Regions from separate parts of the Mus musculus genome. Here region 2 is linked to region 1. A link is a contact called in public HiChIP or PLAC-seq data. All regions are on one chromosome and are shown on one strand. Each heading gives the region's core, a stretch centred on a gene start, on an enhancer-like site or on the middle of the called end of the contact. The rest is flanking DNA. Distances are from core to core; before and after follow the strand shown.

The links. HiChIP or PLAC-seq counts read pairs in DNA pulled down with a chosen protein or histone mark.
Region 2: a contact with region 1 is called in an H3K4me3 HiChIP or PLAC-seq map of bone marrow-derived macrophages, with 7 times the contacts expected there. The contact joins the enhancer-like site here to the promoter of Heatr5b in region 1. A contact is called at or near these places in 1 of 39 promoter capture datasets (embryonic stem cells), 4 of 15 datasets of contacts at CTCF or cohesin (the NIH/3T3 cell line, large pre-B cells, pro-B cells and 1 more), 5 of 484 Hi-C or Micro-C datasets (adipose-derived mesenchymal stem cells, cerebellar granule neurons, cerebral cortex and 1 more), 11 of 115 datasets of contacts at active chromatin or transcription factors (the 230-238 cell line, the NIH/3T3 cell line, Th17 cells and 8 more) and 2 of 9 other capture datasets (adipose tissue and liver).

Annotation. Positions count from the first base shown.
Region 1 is chr17:78,832,675-78,838,632 of GRCm38.p6, forward strand. It overlaps Heatr5b (HEAT repeat containing 5B), which reads right to left and starts at 2,707. Exons shown (of 36, transcript NM_001081179.1): 1 at 2,632-2,707; 2 at 1,422-1,569. The coding sequence starts at 1,547. Gpatch11 (G patch domain containing 11) reads left to right here and starts at 2,842. Exons shown (of 10, transcript NM_181649.6): 1 at 2,842-3,004; 2 at 4,120-4,246; 3 at 5,157-5,228. The coding sequence starts at 5,170.
Region 2 is chr17:79,580,751-79,586,492 of GRCm38.p6, forward strand. It overlaps a transcript of Rmdn2 not described here. Among named protein-coding and RNA genes, the nearest start is that of Rmdn2, 32 kb to the right of the region's middle. Within about 2 kb of position 3,426, at least 48 of the 459 cell types and tissues checked have an H3K27ac peak or open chromatin away from gene starts, as enhancers often do. A contact at or near this core is called in bone marrow-derived macrophages, where this site is marked.

The DNA of each region.
Region 1 (5,958 bases), core at 1,457-3,956:
ACTTTAGGGGGTTGGCAAAGGATAGATTTGAAATCAATAAATTGGTTTAAATGCATTAACTCAGAGATGTTTGCATATGTGTGGAAAGGAAAGGAGGGTGGAGGGAGAAAGAGGGAGAAGAGGAAAGGGGGAGAGAGAGAGAGAGAGGGAGAGAGGATATGAATGGATCTCACACTAGCCTTGAATTCATCACATAGCTGGGAATGACTGTGAACTTTCCTTTGGAAGGGAAATAACAAATGCCTAATTACAGAAGATTTAAGAGACAAAAAAAAATCTAGTTAAAGGTTACCAGGGTATCCGTGTCTTTCTATTACTGTCTTTCTAGCAATTAACATGATTTTAACAGGCAGCAGCAACAACAGCACATAGCACGAGTGTACAACGGCCACAACAACAGGAAAAGAACCTGGACGAAACCTGAAAGCCAAGGGGGAAACCTAAAATGGATTCCCAGTCTTTCAGTCAAGAATCAATCTGCACCTAGAAACAGAAGGACTTCCTAGTTGACTGCCCGAGGCTAGACTGGAGTACACCTGTCATGCCCAGCATTTCGGCACTCAGGCAGCTAATGCAGGACGGCTGGATGTTTGAAGCCAGTCTGGGATACACAGTGAGCGGCAGGCCAGCCAGGAATAACTAATAAAACGATCAAAGTAAAATCAAAGCCAAGAAACGAACAAAATCTTCTACCCTCCTTTCCTTCATTCTAGAAGAAAGCTAAAGGCTTGCTTTCTGGGGGGGGGGGGGAGAGACAGGACATCTTTGAACAAGAAGGATCAGGCACAACTGTGGGCTGAGGTCACTGTACTGAAATAGGAATTAAGTGAATGTTTACATAATGAATGTAAAAGTCTTGAGGCTCCCTATCCTGATTCCCACACAATTCCCCACATTCACCTCAGACAACAGAGTAAGAAGACATCTTCTAGGGAACAATTGGCCTAGAGAAGCATACTAGGATGAAGGTCAGGACTAGCTCATTGTGACATTCAGTTTGTAAAATTCACCGTTTCCAGAAAACCTTTTAGGATTCACTCTTACATCTTCTCACTTGAGGAAAGCATCTACTACTAACAAAATAAAGAAAACATGTACAAAACAAGCTTGGATTAAAGAGGCTGTGTAGGAAGTAAAAGGCAAAGAAAAAAAATCTCTTATCACAGAGACCTTTCAGGCACTGATGATTATAAGTGATGTTTTAATCCAGTCACACTGCGCTGCCTAGACAGATATGAAGCATGCAACAAGCAGGACGTAGACAAGGTTTGGGTTTTATTGCTGACTAAGAGAAGGATAAGGTAGAAATTCCCATAGTATAACATCCTCCAATTCCTTAGATGAAAGACTCATAACATTTTCAAAACACAATGCCTTCAATTTTCTTTATATCAACCTATGGTGAGGTGGGCAATGCTTACCTTGTTGGCAGCAACTAGGACTTTATCAAGAAATCTCAACCATTCAAAGATGAACACGGGTCTCTTTGCCTCCGTGATCTGAGCCAAAGCTTCCTCATTTAGCAATAAACTGTGAGCTAGCTCCATTATTGATGTTCTTAATTCACACCTTAAATGAACAGATTCGTTTTTTAAAAAAAGAGTAAAATATATTCTAAGGAATTTTTAATTTATGTGTAGGAGTGTTTTGCCCAAATGTATGTATACACATACATACATACATACATACACACACACACACACACACACACACACACACACACACACACATATATATATATACAGGGTGTTGGCTCCCCCTAGAACTGGAGTTACAGATGGTTGTGAGTCATCTTGTGGGCGCTGGAAATCAAACCCAGGTCCTTGTCAAAAGCAACAAGTATTCTTAATCACGGATTCCTTTCTCCAGCCCTTACATGTAAGGATTTCTTAAATATTAAATGTCAAGTTTCATAAATGCAACCACTAAGCTAGGGAAAGAAAGCGTGGTTTCATTTCTCATTAGAGAACTAACTTTGAAAGGACAATGATTTAAAAGAAAGAAAGAAAGAAAGAAAGAAAGAAAGAAAGAAAGAAAGAAAGAAAGAAAGAAAGAAAGAAAGAAAGAAAGAAAGAAAGAAAGAAAGAAAGAAAGAAAGAAAAAACTGGCGATAAGAATGGAATGAAAGGAAAATGTAAATACTGCAAAAAAGGCACTATTCCGGGGCGGTTGTTTCCCTGTTAGAACACAGGCTATTAACTCATTCTACCCTGAGAACCCCGAAGCACCGAGCTCAGGCGTCTGGGGAGCTTTCTCCGCCACCCGTCCCTCGCCACCGGGACCCAGAAGAGTGACCGTAGGGTTCTGATCGGCGGAGGCGGGCCCCACGGGGACACTGCGGCAGGGGCGCCCGGGACAACCCCTCGCCCCGGGAATGCAGTGCTCCGGGTCTGGATGCACCGGGCCGCTCCGAAGACCCCGACAACTGAGAGTCTGCTGGAAACGCAAACCGGGGTCCCCGGGCCGCCCTGGGATGTCAGCCTCCCGTCGTAGGAGTCCTCGAGCTGTCAACCCCGAGGCTGAGGATCCCCGGCCTCAAAACTCGAATTCCCTCCTCAGCCCTCGGAAAATGTCCTGGGACCCAGGGATGTCACAGCCTGCAGGCTCTGACAGCGCGCGAGACCGCCTCACCTCCTGGTCTAGTCCGAGCCGAGCAGCCAAGCTCCGCTCTGCCGAGGGACCCGGATGCCCCGCCTCCCAAACTCCGGCCCTCAGGAAGCCGGGAGACGACGCATGCGCGAGACACAGGTCCTGCGGACCGGCCCGCCCCCACGTCCTCTTAGCCCCGCCCACCCCAAGTTTCGAAGCGAATCGGCTGTCGGGGACGAGTGGGATGTTTGTGGGTCCTGCGCCAATTGCACGGCGCATGCGCAGCGCGACCTCCGCGGAGCTGGTTCCGGGCAGTAAAGCTCCGGCTTCAGGGTGTGCGGGCGCTCAGGAGAATGACAGAGGTCGGTGCAAGTTGGCTGTGACTGCCTATCACAGCGTCAGCTACGCCCCATCCGTAAGTGGTCGTTTTGGTGGGAGGGTGCAGGAGGGAGGAGAGCGGGAGGGAAGAAAGAGCCTGCGATGCCCGAGGCACCCACAGGAGAGTTAGCCCAGCTCTGTGTGTTCTGTAGCTCTGCTTCAAACTCGGTGCTCAATACTGAAATACGCTAGCAGCACCTATAATCGTCCTGTTGAGAAAGTGGTTGCTCCATTATTTCGGAACAGGCAAAGCGCTTCACCTAAACTTGCTCTGGCTCTTTGACACACACCACCTCCAACCATCAACAGATGCTGCGTGATTTACCCCCTCAGACCCAGAATCCTGACCACTTCGCTGTTGTGACTCTTAAGTGAGGGGTCAGGCCACCAGCATCCCTACCTGGGTTATCTATCGACTTGTGGAGTTTATTCTTATATTTGAAGGAAGTGGATAATGCTAGTGTATGTTGTCCTCATAGGAGGGGAACCTTCACATTTTAAGACCCAATTCCTTATTCTTTTCTCTCTCTCTCTTTTTCTTTCTTTCCTTCTTCCTTCCTTTTTTTTTTTTTTAAGATTTATTTATTATATAGCGTTCTGCCTGCATGTATGCCTACAGGCCCAAAGAGGGCACCAGATTTCATTATAAATAGTTATAAAGCCACCATGTAATTGAACTCAGGACCTCTAGAAGAGCAGACAGTTCTTTTAACCTCTGAGCCATCTCTCCAGCCCCCTTATTCCACTTCCTAACATAATGTCCTCACTATTGGTAATTAACTTCCTCAAACCGTATCATTTAATGAATCTACAGTGCCCCCAGCTGTGAAGTTTCAGTGTGATTTTATGTGAAAATTATATGTAAAAGATGGAATAACTATAAAAGGCAGAGCTTTAAAAGTAACATGTAATCCCTTGTACTTTTGTAAGTGTGTGTGTGTGTATTTTTACACAGGTAGATCATACTGTCCTCGAACTGCTGGGTGCTGAAATCACACCAGAGGGCCACCATGTCTGTGGAGTTAAATGCTTCCCTTAAAAATAATCTAGTTTGAATTAGAGATTTAGCTCAGTTATAAAGCACATTCCTTGCTTGTATGAGGCCCTGGATTCAACACCCATCTCAGCAATTACAACCTCGTTCCGTTTCAGGAACAAGATCACCAAGACTTGTATTCTTTGTGGTTGTGAACCAATTATTTAGCCACATTGAGCCTCAGTTTTCCCTGCTGGAAAGTGGAACTAATACTTCTTATCTACTGGGCTGCTCCTAAGCTAGGTGAGTACTAGGAGACTGCAGGTCAGTCTGATTCATCTCGGGCTTGACTAATCTTCTAAGAGGCGCACTTAGTTGGCTCACTCATTTGTGCCTCGGATCCTCCCACGTGGCCATCTCTACAGAGCTTCTTGAGTGTTCTCATATATGACCACTGACTTCACTCAATTCATTCATACTACCAACTGTAGAGTGCACTGTATAGTGTGACCAAAAAGTCACCCTAAGCCAGGCGCAGGTGGCACTCAAGAGGCAGAGGCAGGTGGATCTCTATGAGTTCAAGGTCAGCCTGATCTACAAAGTGAGCTCCAGGATAGCTGAGACTACATAGAGAAACCCTGCCTCCAGAAAAGCCAAAAACAAAGTCACTCTAATATATCCTATTAAAAACTATTACACAAACTGCTCAACAAAATTGACTAGGAGCAGGTCATCTTGGAGAATACTACACGATTATATGAGGGTTTGTCTCATAACTGGAGAATCACAGGTTCAAGGCTAGCGTGGACTACATGGTGAGTTCCATGCCAGCCTGAGGTGGCGGGTGACCTGATCTCAGGGAGAGAGAAAAAAAAAAAAAAAGGATAAAACAAGAGTATTTGTCTCTGGTGGTCTGGTGACTTTGATTAGAATGGCTTACAGTTGGCTCATAGTACTTTTTGGAAAGCATTGTTGGAGGAGGTGTGTCAGTTTAGAAACCTTTGAGGTTTCTAAAACCCACACCATTCCCAGTTGGCCTTTGTTGGGTTGGCAGCCTCTCTGTTGCTAAGACATAGGGTGCTAAGATTCTCCATCTTTGCATACAAGGGAGCATAGTGAAGCATTGCCACTCTCCATGGTCGATTTCTGTATTGATAAACTAAAATTATGACGAGGATGATCGCTCTCACCCTTGGTCCTACTTGATTTGCAGGTAGTGTTGTCAGATGAAGGAGAGCATGACAGAAGAGGAGGACTATATGTCGGATTCCTTCATTAATGTTCAGTGAGTAAATGGGTATATCTAATTTGATGGTGTCTGGATATCCAAAAGACACAAATAGAATGAAATAAGGACATTGGTTGGGTAGAGGTGGTGGTCATGTCTGTTTGTTTAAAGCTAGGGGTACATGGAGCTTAGGCAGTTCTCCAGCTCACTGGGCAGCTCATCCTCCTGCCTCTACCTCCTAAGGGCTGAGACTACAGCAAAGGCTATGTGCCACAATGTCTGGGTTTTGCAGTTTTGGGGATCACACTCAGGGCTTTATGCATGCTAGACAAGTACCCTGACAACGGGACTACTGCCCTAGCACAGGATATTTTTTAATATATATTTTAATTTTTAAACTTTAGTTCATCATTGTGGGAAGGGCACTGCACCCCTGTGGAGATTGGAAAACAACTTTTGGGAGCCACTTCTTCCCTCCACATGGATTCTGAGAACCAAAGTCAGGTGCTCAGGCTAACCCGGCAAACCTGTTTACCTGGTGAGCCATCTTGCTATTCCAGGACATTGGGGTTTTTTGTTTGTTTGTTTGTTTTTTAAATATGACATTAAAACCAACCTTCCTGCCAGGCATGGCGGCGCACACCTTTGATCCCAGCACTTGGCAGGTAGGAGCTGGTGGGCCATCCCATTGAATTGGAGTCAGCCTGTTTTACAGAAAGGGTTTCAGGACATCCAAGGCTTCATAGAGAAACCCTGACTGCAAACAGATAAACAAAAAGTCAGTCTT
Region 2 (5,742 bases), core at 2,176-4,675, 750 kb after region 1:
CTGCCCAGGCAGATCCCACAGTTTAGATTCTGCCTCCCCTTCTGGATCCACCGCATACTGTCTCTCCACTAGCTGCTCTCTTTTTCTACCTAAACCAATATCGATGGCCTGATCAGCCACCTGGGCTGAGGCCCTCCTCTTCTGATCCTGTCCTTTGGAACCCGTGTAGGGAGGACTGCTAATCAGATGAAACTCAAATGCTGCAGAGAGACGATGCCCTCAGATAGAGCCAGCTCTGAATCCAGGACGATGTTGGACATGCTCACTCCTTACTGTCCGCCCTTCCCTCCCATACGCACCCCATTTTATAATTTCATTTTCATTCTTTCTCCCGACCCCCTGTCAGTTTTCAGTCCTAATGAGAAGCCCAGGATAGGCAGATTCACTGAGAAAGCTCACATAGTGGATATCACGTTAAGGAAATATTCAAACCAGATCTCACGGGCAGAGTCCGCATATGTAAGGTCTCCACACATTCACCTGCCTCTGTCCACAGCCCAGAGGCCACTTGAATTCTGAACTTAAACCCCTACTGTTATACCTGGGTATTGACTTCAGGTCAACTAGTCCCTGTAGTTCCTCCCCAAGAGGCCCTTAAAAGACAGTGTAGTATAATGATTCAAATTAGTTTTGTAATGAGAATTGAATTGGAATCTATGCTTGCTGATGAAAGACTAGATGGCCGTAGGCTCCCAATCGAACTGTTTATGAATCTCAGTCTCCTCATCTGGGAAACTGGAAGACTATTTTACTCCGAGATTGCGTTAAGGTAGAGATGAAACTCATGTTTATTGTATTTCACATACATAAGAGTAACCGAGTGAATATTGTTACCGCTCATTATGAAGTCTGGACCTTGTAGACCTCAGATGACTATATCTCATGGATAAAGTCCTTTGTAGATCTATACTTGTTCCCAATACTTTTCTGAGTAGTCAGCTCCCTGGGAACTCTCTTGGGAGGGCTCAGATTTGACACTGTGCTCCAATGTGATACCACTGAATACATTCTCCTTCAAGGCTGGCACAGTTCTGCCCTTGAGGCTAGGAACTGGCCTGGAGCCTACAAAGCTCAGTGCTTCTCCTAAGTCCTTATTGATCTTCAGCCGCCTATCAACCAGTGAGCAACACTCACCCTTCCTCTGCTGGATCCTGTCCTTCCTCAACCCCATCTTACTTTCCCCTGCCAAGATCATGACTGTCAACCCATCCATTCAGGGTTGCTCAGTCTGGACCAGAGAACACTACGTCTTCAGTGCTGAGAATTGAACCTGGAGTCTCACAAACATTAGGCAAGGGCTCGAACACGGAACTCTATTCCCAGCCCTACTTTTCTAACCAGGAGTCAGAGTGAGTGTCATCTGCTTTAAGCACGGTGATTTAATACCTCCAAGAAACTGGGCAGGCTGGAGGACTGTGGAGGATGCTACCCTACAGCTCATCACTTGGCCGTCAGTATTATTTCCCAGCTAAAGACAGTTAAGAATGTATTTAAAAACAAAACAAACAAACAAACTCCGTCTCCTACCATGAAAACAAAATAGAGACACCCCAAGACCTATGCTTCTATACTCCCTACTCAGAGACTCCAGAGAGCAAACCTTACCACCTCACCCTTGGGTACCATTACTTTTCCATATTATTTAACTTCCTCAAATCCAGCTGCCCCAAAAGCTCAAAGACTCCATCTTTCATCTTGTTGCATCCCTAAATACTTGCTCTTCTTTTGTCAGGATGTCGCATGAACTCAAGTTCTAGACAGCCCTTTCAGTCACTCATCTCTGAGAACCCCATGTATGTATGGTAGACATGCCAACAACTTCTGGTTCTGAACAACTTCTGTTCTCTTGTTATTCAACCTTTTGTTGCTCTGAAGAGCCCTACATAGATGGAGAAAGAGTTCCCTTTTCCTACAAGAATGGTCAGGTTCAGAGAAACAAGCCAACAGGCATGTGCTGTAGAGCTCTGTCAACAACTCCTCTGTGCTCTGTCAGAGTCAGCAGCCTCGGCCCCTGCCCTCAACTCTGCTTTCCTGACTTAGTGATCCCTCTGCCTCACTCCTCAGTCTCTGTGGTGAGGAACTCCTGACTCATGTTGGACTGTCTAGAGTCAACAGTTATAGAGCTGCTGAAATAGCCCATTCCTCGGGATGACAACATTGAGTCAAATTCATATCCCGAACGTTTGCTAGACTAATTGGTAAGGGTTTCTTAAATCCTCTCTCTGCGCTCCAGGACAAAGAGCTGGGAGCATTGCTGAGGACGTTGTGCTTTATGTTCAATGACAAAATAAAAACTCTTATCTATTTTTGGACAGTGATAATCAGACAGCCTGAGTTCTAGGCTAAGATCTGCTTCTCCTGGCCATATGACCTTGGTAAAAATTATGTTCTGAAAGTTTCCTACCTACCAACCAAGAGGGCTGGGTTGGATGACCTGCTTTGATAGGTTAATACCCTGCTCACCAGCATGCAAGAGGGTTGGACTTAGTCATTTGGTGTCACTGTCCCTTTGAGAAGGCCTCCAGTCATTCAGATAATACCATCCTCCTTATCCATCAGTAAGCCTTACTTGTTTAATACACAAACTCCATAAATGACTTGCTTAAGGACACAAAACGAGTCATTTTCAGAGGCCTAAACAGCGACTTATGCCTCCCTGCCATTTTCCTTCCATTAAGACAGGAGGACAGAAACGATTCCTGCCATATTCCCCCTCCACTAACATTGTTTATTGTTAAAACAGTGAGCAGGTCTTATGCCTGGGCGGTTCTTGTGCCTTGTGTCCTTACCTGAGCAAACAAAATAAAAGTTTCATGCGAGCAGTATAACAGACCTCAAACTTAACCAATCAGGAACTGCCATCTAAGCTCTGCTAGGGACTTCCTGCCTGACCATACCCAGATAAATCAAATGCCTGACTGCAGACAGTCAAGTGATCTCTCTTCTTTGTCTCCCAGTTCAGGGACTCTCTGAATCACTTCCCAACTCCCAACGCCTTTGATGTCCAAATACTCTCTGTGAAGTCTACTTAGTCTGAAGCTTTGAACAGAAGGCTTTTTTCCTCTATGTTAAGCTTCCCGTTAACTGAAATATTACATTTCAAAGGGAAGTATACTTAAATGCATGGACCATCATCATTCAACACTTGCTTTTAGCCTGCATGAGAGAACATTTACAAACTGAGAAACTATCGGCTCCTCCCTCCCCCCACTTTTAAAAAAAGGGGGGCTTTATTATCAAGACATGGCTAACAGACCATTTGGAGACTGGAGAGATAAATAGTATGTATCAGAGTTTTATTTAAGAATCAGTGTTTTCCATCCAAGACTTACTGGCTACCCCCCCCCCAAATTAATGTAGGCTCAGCCCTGAGTCACATTCTCAAGGCTACCTCCAGAAAAAACACTGAGAGCAAATGTCTTTTCTCAAGGCAACATTATCTTATCTTTGACTTTGTTTCCTTATTCAAGGAGAGATCAAATAGCCTGTGTACTGTTAGAAGCAACATAGTAATCATAACTTCCATATATCTTTGTGAAAAGAAATTTGAGATTTTCTAAGAGCTCTGCCCAGGAAGTTTTTTCTTATTGTGCTTAATTACATCACCGTAATTTTCATTCACAGGGCCAGTTTGTCTGGGAAAGTCCTGAATACCCTATCCAGGTAGAAGAAGACCCAAAGGTTCCCCTAAGCCCCTGTGGATGGAGTAGAGGAACATGGGCTGTAGACGGGTAGAAAGGGCTAGAAACCAGAATATGCATGTGGTTGGGACAGAAAAGGAATGTCTAGACCTTGAAACTGAAAGTCACAGAGCTGACCACAAACATGAGCAGTTGAAGCCAGAACGTAAGCCTACAGACAGGAACAGAAGTAAGGACTGGTGGGCAGAAAACCCCGAGTCATTAGAAGCAGATGAGCACACAGCACGATGCTTAACCCTCCTGAAGGGCTCTCAACTCACTCTCAGGGCAGGACAGAAAGTGAAAGGGCGAAAAGAGTAATCCAGACTCAACTGTTAACACAACTGTCTTAGGGTTTTTCTGCTGTGAACAGACACCATAACGGAGACAGCTCTTATGAGGACATTTAATTGGGGCTTGCTTACAGCTTCAGAGGTTCAATCCATTATCACCAAGGTGGGAATATGGCATGCATGGTGCAGGAGGAATTGAGAGTTCTATATCTTCATCTGAAAGCTGCTAACAGAATACTGGCTTCTAGGCAGCTAGGATGAGGGTCTTAAAGCCCACACCTACAGTGACACATCTACTCCAACAGGGTCATACCTTCTAATAGTGTCACTCCCCGGGCAGAGCATATACAGAGCATCACACCAATAGAGAGAGGCTGCAAAACTGCAAACCCTGAGCTATTTCTAATGGTTATTTAATATCCTCTATTGTTTACTATGACATTTGCTTAAAAATTAATAAAGATGCACAGTGACAGCTGTATATATTAATAGCTGGATACTGATATTATTCTAAAGGCTCATCTTGTGCTACAGGAAGTATTTTGTTTTGTTGAAGGATGTTTTGGTATGTCTCTAAGGCTAAAATAAAAACATAGTAATCTAGCTTTGATAAAAATCAAAGCACAGTATCCGTAGTGATATAGAGGGCAGATTGGTCATCCCATATATGCCTCTTTAGCATAAGGCTCGTTAGAGCTGATGGTAAGAAGACACCCCTGCCTATTCTCCTTCTGGCTAAGGGTAGGGCACTGATTTACAACCAAAAGATGTTCTACTTCCCTCCCACTGGTCCTGACAGCAGTTAACCACTGAAGACAGCCTCAGTCCCTCCTTCTGGGCAGGTACCAGAGGAACCCACAGAAGTGAGCTTTACTAAATTGCCTTCATCTGCCTTCCCATAATTGCCTGCTTCTAGAGATAGAAGTCATTTTGTTATAGGTGGGTAAGGGTCTGTGGCTAGTGTTTCCAAGTTCTTGGCCTCTTAATCAAAGAAGTTAAATAAAGGCTAAAAGGTTCGTAAAGGTAGCAAGGAAACTCCATTCAAAGGGAAGCAACAGTACAGAGCAAGAAGGAAGGAATACAGTCAAGATTGACAGATGGCCCCACGTGAGCAAAGGTGCACAATGGGCCATGATAACCATCTGGGAACTCATCTCCTGATCTAGTCACCCACTGTATTAACTTCTTGTGTCATTCTTGTATAAAATACCTGATAAGAACAAAAATAAGAAAGAAACTCTATTTGGCTCACAGTTCGAGGCTACAGTCCATCACAGTGGGTGGTCAAGGTGGCAGGAGCTTGAGGCAGCTGTCCCCAGGGCATTGTCAGTAAGCAAGTAGACACATAAGCTTGTACTGTTTGCTTTCACCCTTCTATTCAGTTTGGGACCTCGGGCCATGGACTTGCACCTCCATTTAAGTGTGGGTACTCCTAATTCAGGTAACCTAGTCTAGACAGTCCTTCACAGATATGCCCAAAGGCTTGTTTCCATGGTGACTCTAAGTTCCATCAACTTGACAAAATTAACCATCATATTCGTTAAAGACTCAACGTCCCAACATCATCACACTGGGTTAGAACTTTAACATATGGGGGCTGGTGAGATGGTTCTGTGAATTAAAGTCACTTAGCACCAAGCCTGACAAACTGATCCAATTCCCAGGACCCATGTGTTGGAAGGACCAAACTATCCCCACAAATTATCCTCTCACCTATACATACACATCATAGCATTCATATGTGTACACACACACACACATACACACAC